Linked DNA regions of Gossypium hirsutum: region 2 is linked to region 1. The links are chromatin contacts, called in public Hi-C maps. All regions are on one chromosome and are shown on one strand. The core of a region is the stretch at or near the end of the contact, and the rest is flanking DNA. Distances in the headings are between cores, read along the strand shown. Region 1 holds the start of LOC107901421 (protein transport protein Sec24-like At4g32640). Region 2 holds the start of LOC107901425 (probable L-ascorbate peroxidase 6, chloroplastic/mitochondrial).

Region 1 (6,297 bases), core at 1,480-3,979:
TGATGGTGCATCTCATATAACGAGGACTGCAATTCCCAGTGTCTCTGACAATGTAATCACTAGTAGCAGGCTTCAAAAGATTACAAGTGATCAGGAGAAAAAACAAAATTCAAAATTCAGTTATATGTCAAAGCTGTGATTGCATTATGCATACATGCAATGACAACATAGTAAAGAGAGCCAGAACAATGGGCCTAAGTTAAATGAAGATCAAAAGGAATAGCAAATTAGCAAATTCCTGAGTGAACTAAGTAATTTTCTTTCCGTTCTTCTAAAATGATCAAAGCTTTTACCGGAGGAGGATTTGCCGAGTTGCCTTGACGAGTTTCATACATGATTGGTGAGGAACTTGGAATGGGCCTTGGAATTTGATTAGGATCAATCTTTGATGGCCCTGATAAAGGGGCTCCCGGTTGGCCCATAGCAGGTGGAATGGTAGTCATAGCTTGATTCGTAGGTGGTTGTGGCATTCCAAACATTCTTGGAGGTTGTGCTTGAGTAGATCCAGGAATAGGAGGAGCCTGGGCTCCCTAAAACAATTCAAAACATTCAGAATCTAATTAGTGATGGGAGTGAACAACTTCCAAGCACCACTTACCAAGCCAAAACATCCTGTACTTAGAATTTCCTGCACCTCATATAGAATGCCTTAAAATGGCTTCCATTTCCAAGACAACTTTACAAACCTGGCTCGAAGGTTTTAAATATCCACCAACACCAAAATTTCATATGCCAATTGATAAAATTCAATGTAATTAGTGAAGTTCAATAACCAACTTCCAATTGGTTTTGTTATTATGCAAATGCCATTGGATATACAGTAACAGAATGCCTAATTTTTGCACAGTTCTGTAAGTTTCTGCACAATTTAACTTTCAGCAATTGGCTACAGAATCTTATATTATATCTGCATGTCAATTCTCAAGCCAATCCAATATTTATGATGGTTCAATGAAAACAATATCTTTTTGGACGAATACTGAATGGATGAGATGTTGAAAATAATAATTAGAAAGAAAAAGTTTGAACAACATAGCTATATAATGTAAAGCAATTTACAAGGCATGAACAATTTAATTGTAAAAAAGTAAACCACATCCATCAATTTTCATTCTTCCATTATAAGTTTACTAAAATCTTTCTTCATTTCTATATTGCTTTAGGTTTTCTTCAGATTAATAGTTACTAATATAATGCCAACAATTCCAAACATCAAAGGTGCACATAAAATTTTAGTTACTAAATGCATTATGAAAAGAAAGGAAATCAAAGACCTTGTACACCTTATATAGATTGCTAAAAGACCAACTCAACAACAATAAAATCAATGATATGCTCTAGTTGTTTACATTTCTTTATGGGAAGAATTCTGAAAGCATAAACTGTAAAGATTGTAGTGCTAACCTGCTGAGGCTGCATCGGCCAAGTCTGTGATCCATAAGGAGAACCTGGAGGTGGTGGTCTAGCTTGAGGCACAGCTGAAAATGGTGATGCTGAAGGCATTGGCTGAACTGGTGGGGAAGTAACAGCCGGACTTCCCAAAACAGAACGCATGGTTGGAGCCTGAGCAGGAGCCCTAGCTGACATCATAGTTGGTGGAGGTCCAACAGGAGGTTGTGAAGCACTTGGAGCAAGAGGAAACAGGGGTGCACCAGGCAAAGCTCCCGAAACAATTGCTGGAGGCCCATTACTCAAAGGACCAGCAGGTGCACTAGAGAGGGGCGCAGCTGGACCAGTTGGACCAGTCAAAGGTGGAGATGACATAAAAACATTCGGGCGAGCACCTGGCATTGGTGGTGCAACTCCACCGCTAGGTGCACCTGAAGATGGGAAACCGCTAGAAGGTAGAACAGCACCACCTGTTGAAGAAGACAGAGAACCAGGAGGAGGTCTAGACCCAAAAGGGGAAGAGTGACCAGGAGGTGGACCAAGGGGTCTCCCTGGGGGTACATTTGCAGGTAAAGCAGATTGCGGTGGTCCAGTAGGAGGCACTGCAGGTCTTCCCATCATACCAGGTGGCGGACCAGGCCGTGCCATTGGCGGCAAGGCACCGGGGAATCCAGCTGAACCTCCAGATTGAGGAAAGGGAGGTTGTTGACCAAAAGGGGAGGGCCTCGGACCAGAATTGGGCATTGAAACTGGCCGATTTAGGTTCAAATTCTGCATGTTATCAGCTAACGAATTGGGATTGGTTTGATAATTAGGATTAACATTTCGTGGAGGTGGTGGTTGTTGTGAATTGGCGCCGGGTCTAGGTGCCCCTGGAGACACAGGAGCTGCCATAATTAATCAGAAACAAATTCTAATCCCCTCTTTCAATAACCGTCTATATATTTTGCAACACGATCAAATCTACACAAACCAAAACAACAAAAACAACAATTCTTCAAAAATTCTAAAAGACACACAGTAATAGTAATCGCAAATTAACATATAAAAGAAACTAAGATCGAATGAAATAAAATTGAGAAGAGTAAAAAAAGGAAATTAAGTACCTGATATCGGAAAGAAAAGGAGAGGTCGGATCTGTGGAAGTAAGGAGATAATTAAGTTTAGATCTGAGAGTAGGGTTTTAGAAGGAGAGATCGGAGAAATTAGGGTTTTTTAGGGAAGTATCGGAGCGATCAGAGGTATGGATCTGGGGAAATGATCGGAGAAGGAGAGAGAGACAGAAAGGCAAATAACGAGAGCGAGAGAGAGAGAGCGACGGTATTTTAACGTTGGGGAAGGAATGGGAGACAAATTTGTAATAAATCTTAATTGTAAAAAAATTATAAAAAAAAGTATAATTAAGGAAACTATTTTATTGGTCTGAGACTGTTGAAAAAACACTGATTACTTTCACAGACTTATAATTAACAGCCATTTGGATTTATTTACTGGTTTTTCCTTTTGTTCCATTTAAAAATAAATAAATATGTGACGATGTACCCTTAGTTCGATTGTAATTGGTATTGTTATCCATACAAAAGGATGTGAGTTCGAATGCGCTGAAGCGCATTATTCTCCTATTAAGAGTTGGGGAGAGGCTATAAATAGTTTTAAGTATTGTATCAAAAAAAACTTATAATAAGATTAATGTTCAAAAATAATAATAAATTTAATTTATCCTATCTTTTTAAACCTTAAAAACATTTTTCTTTTTTCTCCAATTCGTTTTGTGACACCTCTAACTCGTATCCGTCACTGGAATAGGGTTACGGGAATGCTACAGCAAGTTAACAATAATAAACAAGTAAAATCATAATCATTTCAATATAATTTCTTAAATACCATAAAGTAATTGATTTATAAAAATATCTTACATCTACGAGGCTTAAATCAAGCTTTAGGGACTAAAGAATTAATCTTAAAACCTTCAGGGACTAATTTGAAACAAATTAGAAAATTTTAGGAAAATATAAAAAATTTCAAAAACAGGGGACACACGAGACTATGTGGAATGCCCCAGGCCATGTAACTTTCGAAGTTGGGACACATAGTCGTGTCCTAGCCCGTGTCTCTACCCGTGTAACTCACTGAGTTGGGTCACACGGCCGTGTCGCAAGCAGTGTGCCAGTTCGTGCAACTCTCTGACTTGAGACACGTGGTTGTGTCGTAGGCCATGTCGTAGGCCGTGTAACACACTGACTTAAATTACACGGCCGTAGTGGCACACGACTGTGTGGTAACCCATGTCCTAGGCCGTGTGCACCTAAATAAACCTTAAACATCAAGTTTACCATTTCAAGTTTTCTTAGACTCTAAGTAATCCATATACCAACCATTAGGGTAATTCAAAATGCCATTAAACAAGCTCAATTCATGCTAATTCAACCATCTAAAGTGCTTAACCAATTGCACCCTTATTGGTACCACAAGTATACACACTTATACCACAATACAAATCATCAACCAAAACGTACAAATTCACACCACTTAAACTTCTAACCAATATGCCTATCATAGGCATCTCAATTCATAACAATGCAAGATAACTTATTAATCAAACATATGCAATAAATTTGTACCAAAGACATCTTCCTTCATTCACATATATCACAATAAGTTGTCTACTTGCACTTAAGCTCATTCTTTATATATATACATACCAACACAAAAGTAATGACAAAACAAGTCTATTACATGTCATATAATCCAAAACAAACATTCAAAAGCTACGAAATTGGATGGATAATATGACTTGAGTGCTGATCTGATCGTCCAACCTTTAAAAGTGTCTAAAAGAAACATAAATTAACACAAGTAAGCTTATTGAAGCTTAGTAAGTTCGACGTACAGAAATAATAAATCTTACCAAAGTAAATATAACAATTCAATAAAAAATAATTCAATAACAAGTGTTTACTATCATCTACAATGTCAAACCGGTGAATTGCATAATTCAATTCAAAGCTCAAATAATAATTTCTGGGAAAACATATATGTCTACAACAGGTCAATTCAAGATGTCAAATACATTTCATGCCATTCAAAATCATTAAATAAGTTACAATACAACGATTTACGACTTAATGAACGACTTACAGATATGAGTACACAAGTAATCCAACCGAAACACGCCAACTGCTCATAAGAGTTAATCCACCCGATAACACGTCAAATGCTCATAAGAGCTAATCCAACCGATAACACGCCACGACAGTAAGTGCCTAGCCCGCAAGTTATATATCCGCGCCTATAACACGCAAGATCAGGATAGTATAACACGAGAGTTCGCAACAAATGTTGAACTTCGGTATACTTAGGAAAAATATATAAAGCTCTCTACATCAATCTCCACTTCAACCTCACATAACACGCCATCATTCAGTTGTACTCTATCTCGCGTTCATCCGGCCCAAGTATCGATATCAACAACATTTTCCTAAACAACTTACATCATCAATAGAATAATTTATATCCACTATTTCATATTATGTCATCATACAATTCATTAAGATATTAAATTACAACCCGTACGAACTTACCTAGGCTGAGTTGTAATAGTTGCAGCAGTTCATGAACTATTCCGCAATTTTCCCTTTTCCACGTAAATCAATAGGATCTTGTTCTAAAATATAAAATTCTCAATTATTAGCTTACATTTCATATTCCAATTTATTCTACATTTTATACCCTTTTATTTTTCAAAATTATACAATTGTCCTAACTTTTACAAGTTTTGTAATTTAATCCTTTAACCCCCAAAATTATCAAATTAACCATTTTCTCAAGTCAAAATTTACAAAAGAATATTCAAGACTTCTAAACAGTCCACAAAACACCTCTTATTCACCAATAAACCTTGAAATTTTGACATTTTAACAATTTAATCCTTAAATCAAAATCTAATAAAAATCACTTCACAAAACAACCAAATACCACAATCAAAGCTTCAAACACATAATTGTCATAAAAAATATTCAAGATTCATCAATAGAAACTTCTAAAATTTTTAATAGATTCAAAAACGGAGGTAGAGCTAGCTGGACTTAGTTGCAATGATCTCAAAAATATAAAAATTACAAGAAACAGGTATCAATTTCACTTACATGCAAGGTATTGAACTTGTTCAATTATCCAAGCTATGCTTTCATGGTTTTTCGGCAAAAGATGAAGAAAAATGAAGAAGAAATGTCTATTTCTTTCAATTTATTTTATTTAATTTTGATTTATTTACAATTTTGCCATTAAACACATATTATTTTATCATTTTCATTCCAATTGCTGTCTAACACTATTAACTAAGGCTAATTACTACTAGGTCCTTCCTCATATAGTAATTAAGCTATTTGATCATCTAAATGCAATAATTACTAAGTTTTGCATCTTTTTCAATTTAGTCCTTTTTCTTTAATTAGTTACCTAAACGTTAGAATTTCTTAATCAAATTTTAATATGATCCTACATGATGGAAATTTATGGTCTCGAAACCACTGTTCCATCACCACTAAAAAATGGGTTGTTACACGTTTATTTGTTATCTTTTATTTTGCTCAGCGGCGGTGCCAGCCTCCGGGCTGGCTATCATCTATTTTTTCCCCTCCCACCAACTCTTTCTTTCTTTCTTATTCTCATTCATTCCACATGTCTTCTCTTTTTTTCAATTTACAGATCTATTTTGTTGGTATCTTTGTTGTCTTTACAAGTTATGATGGATAGATGACGATGCTTGTTGTTCGCTAAAACTCCACCGGTCACCAGTAGTTTTTTTTGAAAGTGGGTGGCTCTTCATCAGTTTCTTAATTTGTTTCTGTTTTAAGAATATTTCAGAATAATAAATGATTTCACGAGTCGAATTGGGCTCATGTTGTC
Region 2 (6,297 bases), core at 1,953-4,452, 130 kb after region 1:
ATACTCGTAACTACTAGAACCACCACCATTCCTGTTCCACTTAGGGAAGCATATCTTTGAAGACATTAACATATGATATGACTGGCAAACTATGCAACCCCGAACATTTTGCTTACTAAATTCAAGAAAATATGGATAGCTATCTGAGGTTGAGTTAGTGGAACCAAATTCATTTTGTTTGAACACTCTCTTAGCCACCGAATTTTCATTCTTTCGAGGATTCATTGTCATGATAAGCTTTTAAAGTAAGTTCAAATTTCTTTGTCCTGGCTCACCTCTAGAAAGTCCGATAGTTAAATTTTAAGGGTAATCTAAATAGGAAAGAACGGTCATTCTAGAACCATATGATTCAGCATGAAAAACAACCAAGATAGCATAAGTAGTAACTTAGATCTGATAGAAGAGGCGTTTCTTTCTCATACGTTCTGTTCTTACGAAATATTGACCTCATGTGTTTGTTACTGATCATATCTATTGACGGGTTTGGCATCAAGAACTACAAGAGGTTGACAGGCCAGTTCTTAGTCAAGGTTCCGATTTGATCAAATATTTGGAGGCAGTCCCCCGTATTTATCCTATTGAAGCCAATGCATCTAGGATAAGGGGACTGCTTCTCTGAGGAATATTAATTTGCTAAATAATGGCACATTGTATCTTCTATGGTAAGTACAATAAACTATAACGGTAAGCATTTGCCCCAAAAATTTCTAGCCTCGATCAAGAATCAGAAATGATAAATAAACGACTGAAGTTACTGAGACAAAGATTTTTCCTATCCATATCAACACAGGCAGATTAAATACCGTATACTTGGTTTCTGGTTTACCCCAACCGCTACGTTCTGGTCTGGACCTCCCAAGAGTGTGTGCACCAGATAATGCAACAATTTCCTACATGTCAGAAGGTCAGATGATTAAGATCATTGTTCCATCATAACAAAGATTTTTACAATGAAGTTTACCTTGTCATTTAATCCCATTCGGTAGAAAACCTCTCGTAGATGATCAGCAGGTGAAGGTGGTCCAGCATCTAAGCAACAGAGAAACGCTATAAGGTTAGTGGTCTCTAGACATAAGCATAAGCGAATGCATTGGTACCTATGAGGGAAAAAGGAGGCATAAGCAATGCCCAAATTATGCTAATAGTCTGAAGTCTAAACAACCTAGAAGCATGAAGTGTGCAAACGTAAGGCAACAAAAAGCTATGTTAATAATATTCTAGGTTCGTAGGTGAACAACTGTCATACAATGACGTCTAAAACATGGTCCACCTGTTTATCTTTAAGAACCTAGTATTACTCTTCTGAAAATTTTAAGGATCCCCATATTCTTATTAATCTATAATAATGTCATTTCAGGTATTTGTTGCTATATGCTGTAGATTAGGGAGCACCTAGTTATATCTCTTCCTTTTCCAGATACAGATAAATAATCTGTTAACCATAACCACTTCACAACAGTGCAGTAAACTTCCCAGAAATTCAGAATTAAATGGACTAAAACAAGACACGTTCAATTCATTGTCCAATCATTCAAGCTAGTTAGCAACCCAACTTGCCAATGGATTATGTGCCTCAAGTTTCCAGTTACATTTCTTAATTTAGGAATCTCCCCACAATTTAAATTGACATGAACAATCATGCACCATTATAAGGTTCACTTGCCAGGTAGCCTGCCCTCCTCAGGACACTCATTAGGACCGGAGACATCCACCCTTCCATATTTCATGGGAATTTTGGGTCCTCCAGCCTCCTGAATTACATGTCGATTCTTAGTAAAACTACAAAATCAATCAAAAAGATATACATTCAAGAGTAACAGCAAGCAAGACCTCAATAGCAGTAGCACTAGCCAACTGGAACAAATCAGCAAAAGTTACATCAGAGTACTTGTCCTTGATAGGCTGAATAAGACTCAATGCATTCACTAGGCCTGAAACAAAAGATTATGAGACAACAGTGCTACCAATTACCAACTAACTAATTACATTGTCTAAGTAGACAAAGAACATGTTACCAGCATTGGCGGCATGTTTTAGCTCTACTTCAAACCTAAGACTTCCATTCGCTCCACCCCTTTGTGGCCATTCCTCAATGTTCTTGTTGTAGGTACCAGCATCATGCCATCCTAGGCGAACCTGAAGTGTATAAAATCAAATTACAAGTATATGAAAATAAACATCGTTTATCCTCGGCTAAAACTAAGTACAATTAAAAGAAAATGATGAATGATCTTGTAAATATGCACACTCACTGACTCTCAGTTTTTCTCTCCTCTTAGCATTGTAATTTGAAATTATTTGTTTTCTTGCTCATGGCTTTACTTTTCTACCAAACATACTCAAAATTCTTCTTTTTTTTTTTTTTTAAACTTCTCCACCTTTCTTTTAAGCCACCCTTAATGCTCTAACTAAACTACTAACAAGTACTTCATTTCTTCAAATATGAAATAAATTTCATTAAATTCCAACATTTATTCGCAATATACCGAGAAATCTTTCTTCGATGCTAAAAACTAAAAGAGCATAGCGACATTATTCCCAAGAAAGAAAGTGCAAGAATTAAGACATTAATACCAGAATAGGATGGCAGAACTGAGAGTTGAGGAGTTGCTTGAGATCTTCTCTAGCACTCTTCAACTGATCAGAATTCGAAGCTGCACATTTCGGACTTGCAACTGTGCCGAATCCTCTGCTACTCGACACATTAACTGCCGATCTCCTCTATTTTATGAATAAAAAACAAAATTAACTAAAAAGAATAAGAACATTTATATAAAAAAAAAAGAAGAAAGAAAGAACTAGGGAATATGAAAGGAGGAATTAACCTGGTGGGGAGAGAAATGAGAAGATAGAGGAGAGAAAGCGAAGGGCTTAAAAGAGGAAGAGAAAGAAAGGAGAGAAAAAGAGGAGGGGGGATGGAGAGAAAGTCGAACTCCGGGGGAGGAAGATGCTGAGATTCGAGAAGAGGCGGTGTTGCCTAGAGACGAAGTCATTGGCCGACGGAAGCTTCGGCGTTTGAGGAGGTTGTGCGCGACGGCGAACGACAGTTAGGAGCTTTTCAGTAATAGTTTTCACTTTCAGCTGAGCTGTGATAATGGCTGCGCCATTTGGCTCTCCATTTTGTCTCCAATTGTTTTGGATTAAGAAGTCGTTATTTTGGACCAATGGCAAGCCCCCAAATCCAAAAAAATAAATTGTTGTCCAAACGGTTTTGGTAACATCCGATGCATTAAAAACTATGGAAAACTACATCCAAGTCATTAAACTATTAGTGAATTTATGTTTTAGTTACTTAACTTTAAAATGTTACAAAATAGTCATTAAATTATCCAAAAGTTTCATTTAAGTCATTAAACTGTTAAAATCATTGTTGCATGACTTTTTATGTTCGCATGACTTACTTTAATAAAAAACGCCCATTCCCTTTCTCTTCTCTAGTTTAATTTTTTTCATAAAATAAATTTGAAAGTTACGAATCTATAAACCAAAATCTAAACAGCTTTATTATCCAATCTCCGACACTGATCATCAAATCAACTTGGATCTAAAGTATGTTCTACTCGTCGATGGGCGTCAATCCATTGTACCAATCATCAAATTGTTGTTTGGAGCTCGCTAACCGAATTTTTTTTAAAAAAAACTTATCAGCCCAGTTACTTAAATAAAATTTTTGGAATAGTTCAATGATTAAAATGAAAATTTTCGAATAATATAGTGACCATTTTATAAATTTTTGAAGCTGAGTGGCCAAAACGTTAAAGGGTAATGACAAAAATTTCATATCAACTATTTTTTTGATATTATACCTAAAATTACTCATAACCTCTCTCCAATCCATAAATAGAGGACAATGTACTTTAGCGTAATCAAACTCACATCCTCCTATATTGGTAACAATGTCCATGCCAATTAAACTAAGATTCAATGAACTATTTTTCTTATAAATTTAAATTTATCAATTTCATTTTTAATTTTTTTCGTTTCTTTTTTTATTTTTCTTCTAAATTTAAATTAAAATTTTCCAAGACCCCACCTTTTTATTTTAAAGCTAAAAAAAATTCAATCAAGTTTATCTCCTTCCTAATTAAAAATTTTATTCAAATATAAATAGAATTAAAATAAAATATGAGATTCCTAATATTCCCATTTTTTATTTTCAGAATCGTGTTCGTCTCTCCTCCTATGATACAAAACAACGAATGTAGTGAAAAACTATGATATTGAAAATCATGCTAACAAGGATATTCAATACAGTTCAACATATCACACAAATAAACAACAGATTACATAATTCGCTCAAGGCCCTCAATTTTTTTTCAAAAAAAAAGAAATTAAGCGATTGTTTTTTTTGCACTCAATTGAGTACTTGAACTTTCAAAATGCATATAAAAAGCTCTCAAACTTTTTTAAAAAAAAGTAATTAAGCCCCTATTTTTTTTTACACTCAATTGGGTACTTGAATTGTCAAATGCATCCAAAATGTCATTTGTCCATTAATTTTAACAGTCGACCGTTAAAATTAACTGCCCCTCATTTTTTTCAATTAATGTCATCTTGTGTCACAACCATGGCGTGACATATGGCAAAAAAATATATAAAATAAAATCAATAAAAGTTATACAAATTATTAAATTTTAATAAAAAATATTTAAAAATTAGAAAAATTGTAAAATTTTATAAAAGTCATAAAAAATTATAAAATGCATCTAAAAGGCCCTTGAACCATTAACTTTAATCGCTGACTATTAAAGTGAATGAACCCCAATTTTTTCTAGTTGAAGTCATTATGTGTCGTAGCACAATGTGACATGTGACAAAAAATGATAAAAAATAAAAATCAATAAAGTTATAGAAAAATTATAAAATGCTTCTTTTAGTACGATAATTTTTATAATTTTTTTTACGAATTTTACATTTCTTTACGTTTTTTTATAATTTTCTTACGACTTTATAAAATTTTATATTTTTTTCTATATTTCTATATATTTTATAATTTTTATGATTTTTATAAAATTTTACAATTTTTTATAATTTTTTTCTAATTTTTAATTTTTAATATTTTTTATTAAAATTTAATCATTTTTATAAATTTTATTGATTTTTTATTTTTTATCATTTTTTGCCACATGTCACACTATGGTTGTAACACATGATGGCTTTAATTGAAAAAAATTAGGGTCGGTTCAAGTATTCAATGGAGTGCAAAAAAAAAAGAGCAAGGGTTTAATTACTTTTTTGAAAAAGTTTGAGAGCCTTTTTGATGCATTCTAAAAATTCAAGACCCAATTGAGTGCAAAAAAAAAAAGCAAGGGCTTAACTACTATTTTTTAAAAAAGTTTAAGGGTCTTTTTGATGCATTGTGAAAGTTCAAGTACCCAAGTGAATGAAAAAAAGTAGGGACTTGATTGTTTTTTTTTTAATTAGAGGATTTTTTACACCTTTAAGCCTACATATTTCCTTTTATTTTAGAAAGAGGCATTTGTAGATCCACATTCAAATCAACAAAATATATTTTTTCCAAGGCTTCTGAAAGAAACCAGTATCACTAGAGAGAGTAAAACACTGACAACTTTTATACTCATCTGCAACAAAGCTAAAATATATTTTTCAATTAAGAGACACTGGTGTGGTCAGAAATTTTTTTAGGGAGGATCGGAATTAAATTGTATATTTTTACGATAGTAAAAATATAATTTCATCATTTTAATAATCTATATATTTATAATTTTAAAAAAATTAAATTATATTTTTCTCATTTTTAGGGGGCCAAAATATAAATTTATAATTATTAATTTAAAATTTTATAAATCATAAAGAGCTTAGATGAAAAAATTTCCAGTTTAGAGGAGACCAAGGCGATTGCCAACGTCCTAACCCCATCATTGCCAAGAGAAATAACATGGCAAATAATTACACTTAATTTTTGGGTTGGGGTCAATTTCAAGGCTTATCTCTCAAATCCCAATAATGAAGGCGAAGTTGAGGTTGTGTAAAAGCACAAACTTTGAAATGGAAGAGATCCGGTGAAGATTGAAACTTCTCAATTTCGAGGTTTAAACTTAGATTTGCAAGATTTGAAGTTGTTTTGAGGCGAAATGAGGTTAGAATTGACTTGTCCACTTTTTACACTCAACATAATCAAGTCTTTGACCATCAGAATTTATCATTACTTTTTTATCTCTATTTAAATTTAATTTAATTAATAAAGAGATAAATCAAGAAATTAATTCCTTTTAGAACTCTTTTATAAAGAAATCATATTCTTTAATCATTATTTTATCTCTAATTAATTAAACT

What was found. A called contact is a pair of places that touch in the nucleus more often than the background predicts.
Region 2: a Hi-C map of leaf shows a contact between it and region 1, with 2.0 times the contacts expected there. The contact joins the promoter of LOC107901425 here to the promoter of LOC107901421 in region 1. A contact is called at or near these places in 2 of 34 Hi-C or Micro-C datasets (leaf and petal).

What each region holds. Positions count from the first base shown.
Region 1 is chrD06:6,630,289-6,636,585 of Gossypium_hirsutum_v2.1, forward strand. LOC107901421 (protein transport protein Sec24-like At4g32640) reads right to left here and starts at 2,730. Exons shown (of 25, transcript XM_016827427.2): 1 at 2,496-2,730; 2 at 1,405-2,352; 3 at 294-530; 4 at 1-70. The coding sequence starts at 2,283.
Region 2 is chrD06:6,764,535-6,770,831 of Gossypium_hirsutum_v2.1, forward strand. LOC107901425 (probable L-ascorbate peroxidase 6, chloroplastic/mitochondrial) reads right to left here and starts at 3,203. Exons shown (of 12, transcript XM_016827431.2): 1 at 2,826-3,203; 2 at 2,575-2,721; 3 at 2,016-2,136; 4 at 1,831-1,931; 5 at 1,664-1,751; 6 at 962-1,029; 7 at 804-890. The coding sequence starts at 2,993.